2 separate regions of the Mus musculus genome follow, and region 2 is linked to region 1. The links are chromatin contacts, called in public HiChIP or PLAC-seq maps. All regions are on one chromosome and are shown on one strand. The core of a region is the stretch at or near the end of the contact, and the rest is flanking DNA. Distances in the headings are between cores, read along the strand shown.

Region 1 (3,239 bases), core at 531-3,030:
CCACCAGAAACCAGAATTCCAGGTGAGTTCTATAAAGAAAAAGAGGTAGGGAAAAGAGCAGAAGAAAGAAAGAAGGAAAAAAAGGAGAAAGGAAGGAAGAGAGATGGGGGAACAACAAAGGAGGAGGAGGAAGAGGAGGAGGACAAGGAGGAGGACTTTTTGTTTTTAAGTTTAGCTTTTTTTGAGTGTTTTTCGTTTGTTTGTTAGGGTTTTTGTTTTGTTTTGAGAGAGGAGCTTATTGTTTACTCATTATGTAGCTAAGGCAACCTTTGAACTCACAGACATCCACCTGCCTCTGCCTTCCTCCTAGTGCTAGGATTAAAGGCCTGCATCACCATACTGGACCCTTAATGGACTTCTCTCAGACTTGTTCAGCATTATGAGAAAAAGGAGGAGGGGGAGATGATTCTGGGAGATTGAGCAGCCAAAGGATAAAACTGTACTCATTTCTCAACAGCAAGCCTTTGCAACCTAAGCTCCCGAGTAAAAATTTTTTAAAAAGGCAGGCTTCTTTTCCCTTCCCACAAGGGAAAACCAGAAGGGGTGGACCACTAGCCCTCTTGTGAAAAAGATGCTCCATCAGTTCATTCAAATTCCAGCCCAGCAGGTCCACTTCCTGCCTCTCCCATCCTTTGTCCATCCTGCAGAGGAGCGCTGTAGTTTGCTAGCCCCACACAGAACTCCCTAGGGCCATTCCCTCGCTCCTTGGTGACCCTCATCCCTCCGTGGCCACCAACCCTCAACCCCCCCCCCAAAAAAACTAAGAAAGTCCACCCTGCACTCCATCTCAAAATGGCGTTCCCTCCCCCAGCTCCCCCCCCCCCCCAAGAAGCCTCATTCCTCACAACATTCTAAGCTCCAGGGCTGTAAGTTTTGCATCCTCTTTTCTTCCCAGCCAGTCGTAGTGTATATTCACACCATTCTCTCTGGGCCAGATCTCAGCTGATGGGAGCAAAACCCTGTCTGTCTGTCTGCTTTCAGCTTGTTTCCATTCCATCCAGGGCCAAGCTTCCCAACTACCAAAATAGGCAAGTGTCCCAGGTTTTCCTGCCGTACCTCTAACCTTGGTTCCTTGATTAAGTACTTGGTTCCTCTCTACACAGAACTGGACTCTGTCCAACTTGTGTCTCTAGGTCTTCAAGTGTTCACTCAGGAGATGTTTTTTTATCCACAGGTCCCTGTTTACCATTGGAGTTGGTTCTTAAGGATCCTCAGAAAGCATCAGGGGAGGGAACCCTGGTCCACAGCTCTTGCCCCACCCCACCCCGATCCAGGCAGGAAAAGGAAGCCCCTTTGTATGCACAACTTGCTGACAATTGCTGGCTCTTGCCAGAGTGGCTTTCCTCTCTCAACATAGGAAGCTGCTAAGAACTGCAACAGGGCAGAGACAGAGAGAGACAGAGAGAGAGAGAGAGAGAGAGAGAGAGAGAGAGAGAGAGAGAGAGAGACAGAGAGAGAGACAGAGAGAGAGACAGAGAGAGAGACAGAGAGAGAGAGAGACAGAGAGAGAGAGAGAGAGAGAGAGAGAGAGAAAGGAGGAGCTGTCCCTTCCGAAGACAGCAGGGTTGCAGAGGCCGCACAAATGCTACTGTGAGTTATTTCGGGACCAGCAATGAAACACCGAGCCAGTCTTTGCTCTCTGAGCCAGCCACACCAGCGCGGTTCGACTTTTGACATCTTTTCCCTGTGACGAGAAACGGCTGGCTCTTTCAGCAGTTATAGGGGAAAGGGCCTGCTAACCAAAGGGAAGGAAACCCACACCACAGACCCTACAGGAAGGAAGGCCTGCGCCTGGAAACTCACAGGCAGGAGCCATTAGAGGGCAGCAAGTGTCTGGGAACCCAGGCAGCAAGAATCTCTCTCTCTCTCTCTCTCTCTCTCTCTCTCTCTCTCTCTCTCTCTCTCTCTCTCTCTCTCTCTCTCTCTCTCTCCCTCCTCCTTTCAATTACAGGGTGTCTCTAAAGGCAAAGCACCAGGCTCCAGCGTCAGCAGAAATACGAGTTGGAAAGACCCAGACCCAGGCTGTTGGAAGGGAAGGCACCCTCCAATCCCCAAAGCAGGCCCCTCTTGGCAAGGTCGAGCAGTGGCTGTGCAGGTCTCACCCTTACTGCCCCGGAACCCCCCTGGGTCGAGGACCCTGGCAGAACCAGCGCTGCTGTGCAGAGAGAGAGAGGGTGGGGAACTTGGGCACCCAGCCTTTTGTGTCACTTTGCTCCTTGGCCTCCTGCAACTCTAGGACAAAGGAGCGCCTGGGAGCTGCCAGCAGCCTGGGGGCACCACTGGGTTTGACAAGGAAGGACGAAACCTGATCCCTGCCAACGGGACAAGTCCTTGTGCTGTTCTGTGAGGTGACCCAGTTCTGAGACCAGACCGCTAGGCTCTGATCACACTGCATCTCTCACACACCCTGCTCGCACCCCTCGGCCTCCGAGGTAAGACCGTCGCATCCTTCCTTCCACCCGGACAAGTGAGAGCTGCCACTGGGGCGTCCCCTGCGGCAGCAGCTGCACACTCTAAGGTGTTGTGTTTTATTAAAAAATAAATAAATAAATAAATAAGAGCCAAAGATATGTTTGATAGAGCCAGGTATGGTGAGATGGGAGGGGTGCCTCAGCTAGCCCATGCTGAGGCATCCCCTAACCCCTGAGGTACCAGCCATAGGATAGTATGGAATAGAGTTTATTTAGGGCAGGGAAGGGGATTTGGGAAAGGAGTAGAGGGGGCGGGGGAAGAGGGAAGAGAGTTGAGGAAAGGCTGGCCAGGAACATGTGGAAAGAGGGGGAAGGGGGAAGGGGTCAGGAAGAGAAGGCGCAGAGCAAGCAGCCCCTTTTATATAAGTAAGCCAAGCCTACCTGGCTGTTGCCAGGTAACTGTGGGGCAGAGCCTAGAAGGAATACTAACATTCCTCCGTTTTGATTTAATTTTTTACAAAGGAAAAACTAGAAAGAGGTGATGGTAAAGCAGGAATCGGGTCGCCGTAATTTTTAGGGGCTTCCTGCGGACTTTGGGGCAACATGTCTCTGGGAAACCTAAGAAAATGGGTGTATGGATGTTGGTCTTAGGAAAGCTGGCTGTTTCCTTGCTGTCCAGGGTCTGTGGACCCATCTGTGAGTAGGAAGGAGTAGGCCCAGCAGCAGCGGCAGTGTCTGTGAGAGTAGATTAGCACATCTGTAGGTTACTTCACTGGAACGGTCCTGGATGTAGATTTTGAGTAAACACCTGGACTTGAAACACCCAGC
Region 2 (3,239 bases), core at 520-3,019, 240 kb after region 1:
ATTGTCTCCTCCCCTCTCCAGCAACCATTCCATCTTAGACCCAGGCCCTTACTATTTCTGTTACCTTTTACCCAGTCTCCCAGACTCTAGCCTTGGTGCCCTGTCATAGCAGGTGGGTCTTGTTAAGCCAGCCTTCTGCAGAAGGCACCTGTGCTCCTGAATTGCACATGAAACCCTCTGTCTCAAACAGATCTGCAAACAAAAAGGCCAAGGCTTTGCCCCCAAGGCCCTGAGCTTTTTGTTTGTGGAGCATTTTTAAATGAGGACTTTAAGAGTTCACCATGTTCTTAGCAAGACTAGTTAAGAGGTGAAGCTGCCAGATGGTGTGTGTTGTAAATGACACCCATAGATAGGCCACCCAGTAACACCTGATGTGGAATACCACCCTCGGGCACCCTGCTTCCTGCTCCTGCTTCCTGCTCCTGCTTCTACTCACCAGTAACTGACTTTGGCTCTCCTCAGGAGACTTTCAAGATGAAGCCTATGGTACTTCTAGCCTCCAGCTTAGAGTTCCACTCAGGTTTGGACCATTTGAGGGCAACTGAATGGATACCCCCTCCACCACCACCACCCTCCCATGACCCCACCCCTACCCCCACCCCCGACTTCGGTGTCTAGACTTCTGATCTCCTGGTGATACTAATGCTCCACCTGAAGTAATTTTGTTCCTCGGGGTATATTTGGCGATATGTGTTGACATTTTTCATGGGCAAAACCTGTTGGGGGAAGATTTGCTAATATTAGAACTCAGTGAGTAGAGGTCAAAAAGGCTGTGAACATGCAAAAATGCAAGGAACAGGACTCACCACACAGGGCTGCATAGCCCAAAACGTCCAGTGCTAAGCCTGAGCCTCCTGAGCTTAGGCTTCCCCCACGCCTGCAACAGTTCTCCTTCCTCTGTGAAAGAAAGGAGAGCAGCCACTACCTCTGGTCCTGGGCTCTTTGGGTGATTATTATGTCACTATGACTGCTGAGCCCCTTATTTAAGCTCCTTAAAGGTCATTGGTGTCCCCTTATGAGACTACACTATTCCAAGCCATAAGGTCTCAATGACTACCATGTAAGGAGAAAAGTCACTGAATTTGATCACAGCCAGGAAGTCCATCTGAGAATGTTGCCCATTCTCATGGTTTTTATTGACACAACCATTAGTGAAATGTAACCTAGAATCAGCTACAAAGAGGAAGCCTCGGTTGAAGGCTTGCCTCAATCAGATTAGCATGAAGCCATGTCTGTGAGAGATTGTCTTTATTGATGGTTGATGCAGATGGGCCCAGACCACTGTGGGCAGCAGCATCCCTAGATAGTTGGGTCTTGGCTGATGAAGAAAGCTGACTGCACACCAGCTAGAGAGGCAGCTAGCAAGCAACATTCTCACATGCCTTCTGCTTCAAGCCCTACTTTAGCTTCTGCTCTAGATCCTCAGTGATGGGTTGTGACCAAAAGCATGAACCAAATAAACCCTTCCCTCCCACTAGTTGCTTTTGAAAAGAGGATTTTATCAAGGCAAAAAAAAAAAAAAAAAAAAAAGGCAAACTAAAATTGAGATTGGTACCAGGATAGTGGGCTGCTGCTGAGAAGGACCTAGCCATGTTGTTTTGCTGGGGAATTAGAAAGGTTGGAAACGTGGAGCTAGAAAAGCTGTTCAGTACTCAGAACTTAGTGGGTGTTAGTGGTTTGAATAAAAATGGTCCCCATAGAGAATGGCACTGTTAGGAGGTGTGGCCTTGTTGGAGGAAGTGTGGCCTTCTTAGAGGAAGTGTGTCACTGTCAGCAGGCTTTGAGGACTCAGCTGCTCAAGCTTTGCCCAGTATGGTTTTCCTTCCTGCTATCTGCTGGATCCAGATGTAGAACTCTCAGCTACTTCTCCAGCACCATGTCTGTCTACATGCTGCCATGCTTCCTGCCAAGATGATAACGGATTAAGCCTCTGAAACTGTCGTAAGAGTTGCTGGGCTCATGATGTCTCTTCACAGCAACAGAAACCCTAACTAAGACGAGGTTCTTCTGTGCAAGCTTGAAAGCTAATGATACTGAGAGAAATGCAGGCAATAGAGGCCAAGCTTGTGAGGTTGCCAAAGGAAACACAGACTCTATCAGGACCATATTTGGGTGATATTTTGAACTTAGAGTCTGTGGTTGCAAGAATCAACAGTGATTAGAGAGCAGCCCCACTGACATGAAACTTTCTGTACTTCACTGGGACAATGGATGCTGGTCAGCTGAAGCTGCAGAACCAGGTGTGGTTAATAAAAGATAATAAAATAACTACTGCATCATTGAAGTGTACATCTCTGTGCCTCATTGGGACAGTGACTCAGAGATCTTCCTTCAAGATCAACACACAGAAACTGGGGTCCAAAGAGCCCAAGGCTGGACATCAAACTGGCTACAGGACTGATCAAATAATATGTAAGAGTCTCTCATGTGATGCTGGTTAAGAAGGCATGAAGGGGCCACGTAGAGCTGTGGGGCCTTGAGACCGTGTAGCAATGATGGAGCCCTGAAGGAGACTCCAAGAGGCCACGGGTGAATATTGAGCCTTGGTGACTGTATAGACCCTAGGATAGTGGAGATGCCAGATCTATGAGATGCCTCCTATGGACAGTAGCAGGGATGGAGTAGAGCTAGCCTCAGCCTACAAGTATGTGCTATAAATGGTAGAGCTAGAAGCCCAGAAGATCCTGAGTGATCCTCAGATGCCAGACCCAACCTGCTGGATTTTAGTTACACTACTGATTCTGAGGTTTTACTTTAGCTTGCTTGTTCCCATGCCCTGGTTCTTTAATTGTATAATAAGAAGTATGTAACTATTTTTATTTTTTTTATTATTATTATTATCTTATAGGAATCAGTCACCTGTAACTCCAGTTTCAGGGTCTCTAACACCCTCTCTGGCCTCCATGTACACCAGGCATGCATATGGTACACATATACATAACAGAAAAAAACACTGATATGCATAAAATAAACATAAACATAAAAATAAATAATTTTTAAAAGTTGTACTATATTTTATACGATGATATTAACATGAGATCTTGGAAACAAGACAAGAAAGGTAAGGTCATGGTTTAACATGAAGTGCTTGTATGTCACGTTTACACGAAGTGGCATTAACATGGTTTTTATTGTCAACATAACTTAAGAGTCGTCTAGGGCTAGGCCCAGCATTCATGAGGCAGAAGCAGGTGAATCATTGTGAGTTCAGGGCCAGCCTGATCTATAGAGTGAGTTCC

What was found. HiChIP or PLAC-seq counts read pairs in DNA pulled down with a chosen protein or histone mark.
Region 2: a contact with region 1 is called in an H3K4me3 HiChIP or PLAC-seq map of bone marrow-derived macrophages, with 7 times the contacts expected there. The contact joins two enhancer-like sites. A contact is called at or near these places in 1 of 484 Hi-C or Micro-C datasets (bone marrow-derived macrophages) and 5 of 115 datasets of contacts at active chromatin or transcription factors (acute myeloid leukemia, bone marrow-derived macrophages, extraembryonic endoderm stem cells and 1 more).

The regions. Positions count from the first base shown.
Region 1 is chr13:37,481,056-37,484,294 of GRCm38.p6, forward strand. The region is part of intron 1 of Gm40914 (a long non-coding RNA gene); the gene reads right to left. Among named protein-coding and RNA genes, the nearest start is that of Gm40914, 4.6 kb to the right of the region's middle. Within about 2 kb of position 1,781, at least 166 of the 459 cell types and tissues checked have an H3K27ac peak or open chromatin away from gene starts, as enhancers often do. A contact at or near this core is called in acute myeloid leukemia and bone marrow-derived macrophages, where this site is marked.
Region 2 is chr13:37,716,747-37,719,985 of GRCm38.p6, forward strand. It overlaps Gm40918 (a long non-coding RNA gene), which reads right to left. Exons shown (of 3, transcript XR_873258.2): 2 at 807-897; 3 at 636-716. Among named protein-coding and RNA genes, the nearest start is that of Gm40918, 16 kb to the right of the region's middle. Within about 2 kb of position 1,770, at least 36 of the 459 cell types and tissues checked have an H3K27ac peak or open chromatin away from gene starts, as enhancers often do. A contact at or near this core is called in acute myeloid leukemia and bone marrow-derived macrophages, where this site is marked.